Regions from separate parts of the Capra hircus genome. Here region 2 is linked to region 1. Evidence: chromatin contacts called from public Hi-C data. All regions are on one chromosome and are shown on one strand. The core of a region is the stretch at or near the end of the contact, and the rest is flanking DNA. Distances in the headings are between cores, read along the strand shown.

The links. Hi-C and Micro-C count contacts between places; a contact is called where the count stands out from the background.
Region 2: a Hi-C map of blood shows a contact between it and region 1, with 2.2 times the contacts expected there. The contact joins the enhancer-like site here to the promoter of IL27RA in region 1. A contact is called at or near these places in 2 of 5 Hi-C or Micro-C datasets (both in blood).

What each region holds. Positions count from the first base shown.
Region 1 is chr7:97,049,277-97,055,880 of ARS1.2, reverse strand. It overlaps IL27RA (interleukin-27 receptor subunit alpha), which reads left to right and starts at 2,442. Exons shown (of 14, transcript XM_018051201.1): 1 at 2,442-2,700; 2 at 3,135-3,252. The coding sequence starts at 2,598. It overlaps RLN3 (relaxin-3), which reads left to right. Exons shown (of 2, transcript XM_005682259.3): 1 at 1-95; 2 at 1,506-2,299. The coding sequence ends at 1,735. It also overlaps the pseudogene LOC102174107.
Region 2 is chr7:97,189,717-97,196,320 of ARS1.2, reverse strand. It overlaps C7H19orf57, which reads right to left. Exons shown (of 9, transcript XM_018051214.1): 8 at 4,387-4,479; 9 at 3,379-4,039. The coding sequence ends at 3,913. It also overlaps LOC102191228. Among named protein-coding and RNA genes, the nearest start is that of NANOS3, 5.6 kb to the left of the region's middle. Within about 2 kb of position 4,015, at least 1 of the 5 cell types and tissues checked has an H3K27ac peak or open chromatin away from gene starts, as enhancers often do.

The DNA.
Region 1 (6,604 bases), core at 1,193-3,692:
ACCCTACGGAGTGAAACTTTGTGGCCGTGAATTCATCCGAGCGGTCATCTTCACCTGTGGGGGCTCCCGGTGGAGACGTGCCCGCGATGCTGTGGGTAAGGCTGGGGAGGTAGTGTGTGTGGCCACGGGATTGATGGGACATGAGGTGGGTCCCAGAAACCAGAGACGGAGGTGAGATGAGGGGCTGAGACCGGAAGGTCCCCCCTTCACCACATGCAGCTGGGGAGATGGGCCAGGCCCTTGAAGCTGTGCCAAGGCTGAGGGAGCTGGTTGGCAGAGCTGCAGAGGTGAGATGGGGTGGGGTGGGTGGCAAGCCATTTGAACCAGCTAGAAGTCTGGGACACTTACTACATGTGAGCCCTGTGTTACGCAAGGCTGTTGTTTGCCCAGCCCTGGTCAGTACCATTCAGAAGCAAAAACTAAAGTGCTTTCCAAGCCTCAGGGAAGGGAGTTAAAGGAGTGTGGTGAGGACAAGACTAGATTTACCACCTAATAGGTGACCCTCTGTCTATGAGGTTGCACAGTCGGACACGACTGAAGCGACTTAGCAGCAGCAGCAGCAGGTGACCCTCTACCAAGTTGCTTTTCTTCTCTGATCAGCTTTATCTACAAATAGGAGGCACAGCTCCTGTATCTTGCACATTTGTTAGGTGGCAAAATTGAGTCTAAACTGATTAGGACAAAACTGAGTGCTTACCGTATATCAGATGCTATTTTAAGTTTTTTTTTTAAATGCATATTAGTTAAGTCATCTACTCTGTATAAAACTCTACAAGGTAGAAGCTTTTAAAAAATTTTTGATGTAGACCATTTTTAAAGTCTTTATTGAATTTGTTACAATACGGCTTCTGTTTCAAAAAGCATGTGGGATCTTAGCTTTCCGACCAGGGATCAAACCTGCATTCCCTGCATTGGAAGGCAAAGTCTTAACCACTGGACTGCCAGGGAAGTCCCAGGAGTTATTATTACCCCCACTTTGCAGGCAAGGAAACTGCAGCTCAAGGATGGTAACTGGACTAGGGCTCAGTCAGTTCAGCTCCCAGACACGTGTTTTCCACCATCAGGTCCTCAATAACTAAGTAGGAGGGGAAAGCTGGGCTTCCCAGGTGGCGCTAGTGGTACCCAAACCTGCCTGACAAAATGCGGGTTCCATCCCTGGGTCATGAATGTCCTCTGGAGGAGGGCATGGTAACCCACTCCAGTATTCTTGCCTGGGGAATTCCATGGACTGAGGAGCCTGGTGGGCTATGGTCTATAAGGTTGAAAAGAGTCGGACACAACTGAAATGACTTAGCACGCAGGGCAAAACCTATGATGGAAGAGGAAAGTCAAGCTCAGTGGGGTTAAGCTGCTCATCAAAGAAGGAACCCACGTCTGAGCAGAATCAAAGTCTATACTCACGAGGCTTATTCACACTCAAGAACAGAGAAGTAGCTGGGCCAGCCCGGAGCTGGGACTCTGGGTGTGACACAGTCCCGGGCACTAACTCTTCTCATCTTTTGCAGAAGATGCCTTCCCAGAGGTGGACACTGACTCAGAGAGTGAGCTGGATGAGGCAGTGGCCTCCAGCGAGTGGCTGGCCCTGACCAAGTCCCCTCAGGCCTTCTACGGGGCTGGACAGGGCTGGCAGGGAACCCCAGGGTCTCTGCGGGGCAGACGCGACGTCCTGACTGGCCTATCAAGCAACTGCTGCAAGCGGGGGTGCAGCAAGAGCGAAATCGGCAGACTCTGCTAGAGGCAGAACTGGGTGGCAGGGGGCCACCAGGGTGAATGCCCCAGCCCTGCCATCCACCTGACCGGCGTCCCGCTGGGCACTTGTTTCTGGTCCCTCACGCATTCATTCATCAGCAGTTCACAGAGGTCCGGCACTGTGGGCTCAGAGTCCCCCCAACCCAACCCCGATCTCTGAGCAGTCCATCCCACCCCTGAGCAAGCTATGCCGCAACCTGGCCAGATGGGGACCCTCACGTCTGAGCAGCCCATACGATTCCTTTCCTGGCCTGTTCTGTCTCCTATTGTCCCTACTTACCCAAGCTGGCCACACTCAGACCCTTGTCCAAGCTGCGACTCTCTCCTGTCCCACCTGTGGCCTTTCACCAGCCCAAATTATGCCCCCACCCCATTCCAGCCTTCCTGCCTGCCTGCCCCTCTCCCTCCAACCCAGCCCGCTGGGAGGGGTTCTAAAGCTGTAGACCCCAGGGTTGGTGGAAGGACTCCTGGGTTTTTTTCATATCCTGGGGTGGGAAGCGCACTGTGTTTGTGGTGGGAACGGACCAGAACCTTCTCTAGCCCCTCAAAATAAAAAGTTGCAAAAGACTTGGCAGTGATGTTTGGGGAGGGAAGGGGCAGGTATCAAGGGAGCTTCGGCCACGCCCTCAGCGCAGCCCCCACCCCCTCCCCAGCCCCTGCGAGTTCTGACGGGAACTTTCCGGAGCAGATAAGGGGCGGGGACCCGCAGCGCAAGGTGCGGAGGCGGCCGGGAGGGGCGGCTCTGCTTCCCGTCGCCGCTCAGGCGTTGGTCCCCGAGAGCGCGGCGGGCGGCGCGGCCGCGCTGGGCCGGGAAAGGCCGGGCCGGACTGGGGGGGCGCGGGAGTGCCATGCGGGGGGGCCCGGCCGCCCCCTTCCCACCGTGGCCGAAGCCGGTGCTGCTGCTGCTGCTGCTGCTGCTATTGTTGCTGTTCAGCCGGACTCGGCCCCAGGGTGAGTTCTGGAGCGAGCTCGTGTCTCACGCTCGCGAACGCGCCCATCACCCTCCAGCGTGACCCTCAAGTTTGCGGAATGAATGGCAGAGGTCCAGAAGTCACTTTGCTCTCCCAGGCCCGGGAGTAGGGGCCGGGCGATGCGAGGGGTTGGGGAATGGGCGGTAGCGAGGTGGGTAGCGAGGCCGGGGTTGGAGGCGCGGGGTAGGGTAAGGGCTTTTGTCCGGGAGTGGGGGGGTAGTTAACAGGATGTGGCTGGTGGGAGGGGAGGAGTTATGCCGAAAGCCTGGGGAGCGGTGGCCAGCGCCCCCTTCCTGCTGCTCGCTTTAGTAAGGGATCCTGAATCGCCCTCCACAGTTGTCAGAAGTTCTGGGGTGGGCCCGAGGCTGGGGGAACTGACCCCTTTCCTTGGAACCCTCCTGCCTCCCTCTCCAGGCAGCCCGGGGCCACTGCAGTGCTATGGATTTGGACCCTTGGGGGACCTGAACTGCTCCTGGGAGCCGCATGGGGACCTGGGAGCCCCCTCCGTGCTGTATGTCCAGAGCCAGAAGTAGTGAGTCCCGTAGGGTAACGGGGACACTGAAGCCACTCAGGTTCTAGCCTTCTCAGAGGACCCATTCGTCCTGCCCACCCTCACCTCCCAGCCTGACCCTACTCTCTAGCCCTTCAGTTCCAGATTCCCTCATTTCCTTGCTGGTTACCATGAACCAGTCACTTTCCCTCTCTGAGCCTCTGTTTCTTCCTCTACCAAACGCTGATAATAATGGAAGCTGGTTCCCAGCGTTGGTTCTGAGAATTCAATGAGTTTAGGCACTTGGGAAAGAGAAAATGCTTAATGATTAGAAGTTGTTTTTTATTGCTGTGTGACCTTAGGCAAGTAGCTTAACCTCTCTGAGAACATGGAAAGATCATTTGATCTGGTGCTGGGGATGCAACAGTGAAAGAGACACAGAAAGCCTCATGGAGCCCACAGTCTGAGGGGGTAACTGATATTGCTTCGTGATGAATCACACTTGGAAACTCAAATTCATTTCAAATTTGGCTGTGAGAGGAGACGAAAAGGAGCATTTGAAGATGGGAACTGGCATGGGAGGTTGGTTTTGTTTTTTTTTTAATGGTGGTAAAGTACACATAAAATTTACCCCCTTTTTTCTCAATCGCTTTCTTTTGGCTGTGCTGGATTTTCTTCGCAGCTCCGACTCTCTAGTTGCGGCTTGAAGGATTCTCACTAGTTACGGTGCATGGGCTTAGTTGCCTTAGGGCATGTAGGATCCCAGTTTCTTGACCAGGAATCCATCCCGCATCCCCTGCTCTGACAGGCAGATTCTTAACCAATGGACCACCAGGGAAGTCCCCTCAATCTTTTCAAAAGTGTCCAGTTCAGTGGCATTAAGTACAGTCACACTGTTGTGCAGCCAGCACCACGATCCATGTCCAGAAGGGTTTTAATTTGTAGAGAATGAGAAAGTAAGAGGGCTTTCCAGGTGGCGCTGATGGTAAAGAACCCACGTGCCAATGCAGGAGATGTAAGCAACATGGGTTCCATCCCTGGGTTGGGGCAATCCCGTGGAGGAGGGCATAGCAACCCACTCCAGTATTCTTTCACTCCCGTATTCTTGCCTGGAGGGTCCCAGGAACAGAAGAGCCTGGCGGGCTGCAGTACATAGGGCTGCAAATCAACTTAGCATGCATGCTTGCACGAGGGAATAAGAGAAAGTCACTTTTTGTTTGTTTGTTTCTGAAGAATAAACAGTCAGGTTTATTGGGGTCAGACTAGGACCCCGTGAGTCTTGAGGACCTCTGAATCTCTCAGTTTTCTTCTCGATGTTCTTTCCTGCCTGCTTTGGTAGCCTCATGAGCAGCTGCTCTCTCCGACCGATCGTGGATCTTGGCTTTCTCCTTTCTCTTCTCGTCCAGGGTGTCCATTACTGCCTGGTCCTTCCAGCCAACCTCATGAGCCAGGTGCCCTAGGCAGGCAAACTTCCGAGTAGGCTTCAGACGCTCAACTTTGAGGGCAGCAGGGACCACCATTCGCTTCCTCTTGTTATAGGTTGGTGGGATCCCATCAAACACCTCAAGGCGCTCCAGAGCAGCCTGACCTCGCTTGGTCTTGTGGGGCAAGACATCTCACTCTGTCCGCCAGAAGATGCGGCTGGGGGCTCGGAAGTGGTAGGGGTCACGGGAGGGGTTGGTATTCATCCACTTGCAGAAAAAGGCCAGGTACTTCAACTTATTTCTGTAGAAATTGCCAGAAATGTTAATGCCCTCACAGCGCACGACCACACCCTTCCGGCCTAGAATCACCTGCTTGGCCACGATGGCCGCCAGGCGGCCCAGGAGATGGCCTTGGCTGTCAAGCACCAGGACCTGCCCCTCCATCTTCGGCAGCCTCCAGGGAAAGCTTTTTTGTTTTTTGAATGAGGTGAAATTCGCAGAAGGTGAAATTAACCATTTGCAAGTGAACAGTTCAGTAGCTGTTAGTACTTCACCCTGTTAGGCAACCAGTGCCTCTGTTTCATTCCAGAACTTGTCCATTACCCCCGAAAGGAAGTTTCGTCCCTAACAGCAGTCAATCCCTGTCCCCTGACAACTGCTCATCTACTTTCCATCCCTTTGATTTGCCTGTCCTGGACCTTTCTCATAAGTGGAGTCATGCCTTATGTGGTCTTTGATATCTAGATACATTCACTTAGCATGGTTTTCAGGTTCGTTATGTTGTAGCATGAACCAGAACGTCATTCCTTTTTTCGCAGCTGAGCAATATTCTACTGAAACGGATATACTGTGTTCATCTACTCACCTGTTGATGGACTCATCTGTTTCCACCGTTGAGCAATTGCAGCGGGTGGTTGTGACCAGCGCTACTGAGAATGTGTGTGTGCCCGTTTTTGAGTCCTTCTTTCCAGTTCTCTGGGGGTATATGCCTAGGAGTAAAACTGCTGGGTCATGTGGCAATTCCGTTTAAGTTTTTGAGGAACCAACTGTTTTCTGCAACAGCTGCACCGTTTTATGCTCCTACCAACGATGTAAGAGGGCCCCAGTTTCTCCACATCTTTGCCAGCATGTGTTTTTGTCTTTAATGAAGGCCTTGATTTGAACCTTTGAAATCCAGTCCTTTGGGACATCCTCAACTCCTCTCTCGGTCGTTGTTGTTCAGTCACTAGGTCATGTCCAACTCTTTGCGACCCCACGGACTGCAGCACGCCAGGCTTCCCTGTCCTTCGCTATCTCCCAGAGTTTGCATGTCCATTGAGTCAGGAGTGGGTGATGTTATCTAACCATCTCTTCCCTGGTGCCTTAGTGCTAAAGAATCTACCTGCCAATGCAGGAGACTCGGGTTTGAGCCCTGGTCTGGGAAGCATCCCACGTGCCACAAAGCTACCAGGCCTGTGTGCCGCAGCTATTGAGCCTGTGCTTGCGTGTGCTAAGTTGCTTCAGTCGTGTCCGACTCTTTGCGACCCCATGGATGGTAGCCTGCCAGGCTCCTCTATCCTTGGGATTCTCCAGGCAAGAATACTGGAGGGGGGTGCCATGCCCTCCTTCAGAAGATCTGCTCAACCCAGGGATGAAACCTGCATCTCTTATGTCTCCTGCATTAGCAGGCAGGTTCTTTACCACTAGCGCCACCTGGGAAGCCCCACGGAGCCTGTGCTCTGGAGCAACTGCTGAGCCCACACACCACAGCTACTGAAGCCGGCGCCCCTAGAGCCCGTGCTCCACAGCAAGAGGAGCCACGACAATGAGAAGCCCGCACACCGCAACTCGAGAGTAGCCCCCACTTGCTGCAACTAGAAAAGAGCCCGTGTGCAGCAACAAAGACCCAGCACAGCCAAAAATAAATAAATAAAATTATAAAAGAAAAAAAGAAAAAGCACCGGGCGCAGTTTGGCCTCGGGACCCTTGCC
Region 2 (6,604 bases), core at 2,766-5,265, 140 kb before region 1:
AAGGCTCCTTGCTGATCGCCTTGAAGAGTTTGGACTTGGGTACTAGGGAGCTGAGAAAGAGACAAGAGCAGGTCTGTGTGTTAGACTGTGCCTGTGTTAGACCTTGGCTAATGGGTTGGGCTGTGGGGGTGGATTCGAGGGGGTTGAAAGAAGTTGGTCCTCCAGGCAGAGGTATCCGAGTTGGCATCAGTTTGGAAGGAAAGAACCATGAGTTTGCTGTGTGGGGATCACCCCCGGAAGGGTGGCTGGAGGCTCCCTAAGGTCTAGACGCACAGCCACAGAGCGTTCCCTCCATCTTGCTCATCAAATTCGGATTCCAGTTATGCAGGTCTGCGTGAGGCCAGAGCATCTGTACTTCTAACTAGATCCCCTTGACCTCCGTAGCCGGCAGGGTGTGAGTAGCTAGGCTTACATATCAGCAGTTACTATTACAGACTCGAAAGACCTTCGCTTCTGCAGGTTCTTAAGAGAGAAATCCGTTTTAGCAACCTTGGGGAAGTCAGCCAACAGAGGGACCGGTTTGACCGGGCGGTACCCCAGTACTGCCTCTCTGATCAGACTGGGGGCCCCTCGGAAAGTCACCAGAAGGGAGGACCTCTTCCTATCCCGGCGGCTGTGCGGGGAACACGTTAGAAGGGTTGTGAGACTGCCCGCGGGAGAGGATAGTATTCCTGCGAGGTCTGACAAGGTACAACTGGGAGAGGGAGGAAGCGGAAGGGACACAGAGACGATGGTCTCAGAATCTTCCTTTTTCCCCTTAAGCCCTAGGGAACAGGAAAACTTGATTCCGTGGGGGTGGAATGGGGTCGGGGAGCCCTCACCGCGATATTGGCACGGAAAGGCTGCCTGAGGCTGTCCTCCCAGGAAACTTTCTGATTGTAACAAATCCGGGGTTCCCGGAGCCCTGCGGCCTCGAGGGGGCAGCGCGGCAGGACGGAGTTGGGAGTTTCCGTCGCTTTGTGTCTGGCTCTGGGTCCCAGCTGGGACTGCCCGGGGCTGGGAATAGCGCAGGGGTGCTAGTCCAGAAGGTGCCTGCAGGTGGCGCCAGAGCCCCGGCAGCTCTGCAGGTTGAGTCGGAACTTCCGGATCATCGAATCATCCCTATTACTAAATGCTTTTCTCCTCCCCCACCAACTCTGCTTTTAAAATCTAGGTTCCAAAGGTGCCAGGAAGTCTTCTGGAACTCCTCCCTCTTCCTGCTGCCCCTCTACTTCTGCCTAAGGAGACTGGCGCGGGCAGGATGACGCCTTCACCTGGGGATGGGGACCCAGCCGGGGTTTCAGGGAAGACCCACCCTCCGAGGATCCGCCCCTAGACGGTGCCTTCAGCCCGGGGACTTGGCAAAGGAGCCGGGTCTGGGACCACCGCCCAAAGCGCGCCCGACCCCGTCACTGAAGGGGGTGGTCCTCAGGCACCCCTGCCCTTCTTCCCCAGCGCTCGGCACCCAGTCAGCGCTCAATAAATGTTTATGAATGGATCAGCGTCATACGAAGCCGGGTCTTGGGACAAGGTATCGTGAACTGCGCCGCTGGGGCTGTCGCGTCCCTCAGCCTCCACATCTTACTCTGATCTCCGGTTTCCCCAACTGCTGTTTGGATTTCTTTTCGCCCTGGGGCGCTGGGCTGAGGTGCTTTGGTCCGAGAAATGGCAGCTGTGGGGTTCTGGGGGGTCGCCCCAGCCGGGCACTTCTGAGCAGACACTTGCAGCGGAGTTAGTGCCATGGATCTCGTTCCTGTGACTTGTGTTTGCAGACTTTTCTGGCCACCTCTTGCATATTGATGTCAGATGGGTAGAATCCACCACACTGGAGGTGGGGGCCTGATTTGAGGGGGCAATGGAGAAACAAGAGGTCCCCCCATCGTTGTCTTCACCTCAGAAACCCTCAGTGAATGTTTATGTTACCATCAATGCCCCAGAAACTGGGGACCAGAGTCACATGCCAGGCCCTTCAGAGCAAGGGAAGGACTTCTGGGTTGGGGCAGGGTGAGGGTTGGGGGTCATAAGGAATGGGAATATGTCCTGGTCGGCTGTGCCAGACAATGCCTTGGGCAAAGGGCACTGTGGAGGCTGTATGTGTTCAGGAGTGGGAGGGGACAGAGGTCCATCCCCACCCAGGGAGTGTGATCTGGTTCTCCTGGGGGGCTTGGATTGGGGGGGTCCCCACCCCGTGTCTGCCTCCTCCACGCCAAGATCTGTTCCACCAGCCTCGAGGGGGCAGCAGGTGAGAAGTGCCAGTCCACATTCCTTCCCCAATCTGAGGGATGGCCTGAGCCTGGTCTCCACCCCCAGCCTACAGGTCTCCTAGGGTTGAGTCAGGGCAGAATTTGGACTTCCCAGAATTTGCCCTTGGCTTTGCCACTTGATCCAGGACCTGAGGCCACCTGAGGAGGGCTGTGGTGAGCCAGGGATCAGAGAACGCCCTTGAAGACAGCCTACTCCCCAGGCTTGGAGAGAAAAGGGAAGGAGGAGAAAGAAGGCATGAAGGAGGCCTCCTTAGCAGTGCCAAGGGTTTCACCATGGAGTCAGGGGACACAGTACCCCAGCCACTCTCAGCTACCTACAAATGCTAATTGTATAAGCCAGAGCCACTGGGGCTTGAGACCCAGGAAACGGGGTGACGGCACATTTGGTGGGTTCAAGGAAGGGGCTGTCCATTCTGCAGGGTGAAAAGGCTGGGGGACTCTGAGCCACCTGAATGGGATGTCCCAGGTATAAGAAGGTGGTGGCAGGAGGGCCCTCCCTGCCTTGGCCCTAGGAATTAGGGTGCAGGACCCACCGGCAGAGCAACAAATTAGTCTTGGTCTGGTCCACCTAGTGGTGACCTATTTAACAGAAGCAATGTCTTCTGCAAAACGGGTTCGACAGCAGCACTTGGGACTGCTAGTGGCAATGTGACCTCACTGGGGCTGTGGTGAGGCTCACAGGGTGTGCACGCACTTGCCCTCAGCACCCTCCAGGCATTAGCTGTGTCTGCATCAGTAATAATTCCCACCCAGGGTTGCCTCCTAGACCAGGGCTTCTCGGCAGCTTGTCCCCCAGAGGAGAGGCAAGGCCGACTCAGCACTGAACTCCAGCTTGGACAGTCCAGATGTCTCAGTGGGCTGACTGGTCCACAGATACTTGTGTGCTGGAATTTGTACACATGCACATCTCTGCACGTATCCACCTGCTCCAGGAGAGTCTGACATGTGCTAACGCGTGGGGACCCCTGGACTCTATCTGGGAGTGGGGGCCCCCGGCAGTACACCAACTTGTCTTCGCAAGGAACATGAGAAGCAGAAGGAGAGAGAGGTGGTTAGGGAGGTTTGTGGGCAGGCCATCAAGGAACTGAAAACGCCTCCAACCGCAAACAACAGGTCACACGGTCTGAGGTCTGGCTAAGGCATCATTTATTAATGGGCTTCCCAGAAGAAATAAAATGGAAATCCGGTGAAAAACAAGGGTATGACCAACAAAGCGAGCCCTTTTCTCCTCCAGGAAAGAAACAAATTCTGAACCTTCAGTAACCCTAGCTAAGGAGCTGAAATTTGCAAACTCAGATAAACATCTGGGCGGCCCTGGGCCCCTGGCTCAGAAGCAGCTGGCTTCCTGGGGCCCCAGAAGGCCTGCCGCAGGCAGGAGCAGGTCCCCGCCCCACGAAGCTCCCAGGGGAGGCCGGTACAGAAGCAGGGCCTGCTACATTTCCCGTGGGAAGCCGACTTCCAGGTCAGCTGAGGGAAGGTTTCTGGGGCCCCCAGGACCGGCATGTCAGAAGGTCAAGATAGTAGGGTGGGGCGAGCACACAGGGTCTGCAGAGGGATTGTTCCCCACTGTTCGGCAGGACATTTCTGGGGGCCAGTGAGCTTACAGGAACACACACCACAACCCTAGGCAGTTTGGAACCAGCTACAGATCCCTCCAGGACTGCTCCCCTCAAGGGAGGGTCCCCGCCCCCTTTGCTGTGTAGGGTGTGGGGGCCTTCCCGGCTGGCTTCGCTTTCCGGTAGTAGTTGAGGCGCTTGAAGGTCTCCAGGTCCCGGTGGGCGCTCATAATCAGCCGGCTGGGTGGAAACAGGCCTGGGCTGTGCCCCACCTCACACTTGGGCACACTGGCCTGCTCACATCAGTTCACTCACTCATGGGTACTCAGGTCACACCCACATAAGCACAGGTGTGTGCACAGTCCGCATCAGCCTGCTGCAGGCAGGCTGTGACCCTTCTAGCCCCTCCTCAGAGCCTGACAACTCTGTGAAGGAGAAGCTTCCCAGAGGCCCCTCACTGGGAGGCCAGGCCCAGCCTGGCGCCCCAGGATCACTGGTGCACCGGGCCCTCCATCACCCACCCCCGGCCCCATCCCCTCTGCCCGTCCCAGGGACTGTGGGTCCACAGGGCCCAGCCCAGCCCTTACTTCAGGTTGGAGAGCTCCATGACTAGGCCCCGCACGGTGTCTGTCGCGTCCTCTATGCTGGCGGCCTCACACGTCTTGATCCCCACTCGTGTCCTGGCGGGAACGGAGGCAGGAGGAGAGGCCTGAACTCACTGGAGAGCCCCACCAGCATCCACTGGGGGTGCTCTGCTGGGCCCTGAGTCGTCTTCTCCAGAGATGAACACCCTTGATAGCTATGACGCTCCCCCCCCCCCCCTGCCCAGGCAGGGCCCTGATGGCCAACCCCGTGCCTCTACTGCTGAAAGCACACCCAGAATCCAGCCCCTCCCCCACCAGGTGGCTCCTGAGGGGCAGCTGCCACACCCGCTTAGCCCCCACCTCCTGCCCTTATATCCTGTTCCCTCAAGTGACTTGGGAGGGGCTGTGGAAATGAAAACCCAGCCCAAATCTCTCCCCGCAGCCCTACACCATCCACCGTGCCTCCAGACCCACCCCCTCCCTCTTGTCCCTCTTGCCCCTGTTCCAGCCACACCGAATTCCTGGCCATTCCTGTAGCACTTCTTAGGGCTCTGGAATGTTCTTTCCAGAATGTCTCCTCCGTGGGGGAGGGAGAAGATGGGAGGGGGACCCTCCCTCTCCCTCCCCATCCACCACACGTTAAAATCTTAACCCCTTCCCTGCTATCTTTTTCTCCCCACCACTGACCAGCTAATAATTTGCCTGCCATCTGACCAGCTAATAATTTGTCTGTTGCTTACCACCACCCCCCAACTCCCACCCAACTAGGGAGAAGCTCTGTGTTTCTCCCCAGTGCCCAGAGCAGGTCCAGGAAGACCTGGCATTGGAGGGCATCAGTGCCTATAGAAGGGGTAGACATGGGGGGGCACTACCGTATCTACTAGGTATAGCCTGTGGGGGAGGGGTGCAGAGGGTCATACAGCTTAGCAGATCTCCTGGGCTGTCACTAGAGGAAATATGGTTCTGCCCCACCTGCTTTAGTCACCCTGAGATGACTGGTCAGCCTGGGCCTGTTTCCTGCCTTTTCTCTCTTGGCCAAGGGCCATAGAAGCAGACCCCAGGACCCACCTGGGGGCTTCCAGCCATCCACGTGGGGTTGCATCGAGGCCGTCAGAGATTCACACACGAATCTGCCTCCTCTTGGCTTAAACAATAGTAGGGGCCTTCGCTGGTGGTTCAGAGGCTAAGAATCCACTTGCCAGTGCAGGGGACATGGGTTTGATCCCTGGTCTGGGAAGACTCTACATGCTGTGTGGCCACTAAGCCTGGGCTTTAGAGCCTGTGCTTTAGAGCCTGCGCCCTGCAATCAGGGAAGCCGCCAGGGCGAGAAGCCTGTGCGCTGCAGCAAAAAGGAGCCCCTGCTCTCTGCAACTAGAGAAAACCTGTGAGCAGTGGCAAGGACCCAGCACAACAAAAATAAATGTTTTTAAAAAAACAATAGTGGGGCCACACTGATTAAACTGCCTCTGGTTCCCATGCAGGGAGCGGGTGTGTGCGTCTGTCAGGGGAAGCAATGTGTGATACCCCAAGTACTATACACAGATGTGTGCAAGGGCAGGGGGTGGGAGGCCTCCCTCTTCCCTGAGGAGGAGGAGCAGGAGGAAGAGAAAGGAGACATTCCGCCAAGGGTTGTATCCCTCATCTCTCCTCCACACCTGCCAGACAGACACAGAAACTTGGCCATGAATAATCAATCGGCCACCACTCTGCAGTTTAAGTACAAGGTTAACAGGAGAGGACTGTCGCACAGTGCTGGCGGTCAGCAAGGCTGGGAGAAAGGACAGGAAAGGAGGTGATGGACTCTGAGAGGGAAGCTCTGGGGTGCGGGGAGAGGACCCTTGCAGCACACACCTCCATGGCTGGAGGAACACACCTGGTGCCTGTAGGAGGGAGAGAAGCTGGCTGCCTTGGGGAACAGAACCAAGCAGGAAAGAAGATGGGACAGACTGGGGACTCTGGAGGGCCCGAGGGCGTCAGAGCAGGGGTGGCCCCGAAGTCACGCAGGCCAGTGGCTCCGAGCTCTGACTGGGTCCCCGCTCCCTCCATGGAGATTCAAGGAAAGCTCCGGACCGTCTCTCCAAGAAAACACAACGTGCATTCAAACCACCACAGAGCTGGGGTCACCATCCCAAGGGACCTAGGGAGAGATGCTAGCTTGGGTACAGGGTGCTGACGGAGTTCTCCACTCCCAGGGAGCAGGGGGCGTGGGAAGTTTGCAAGT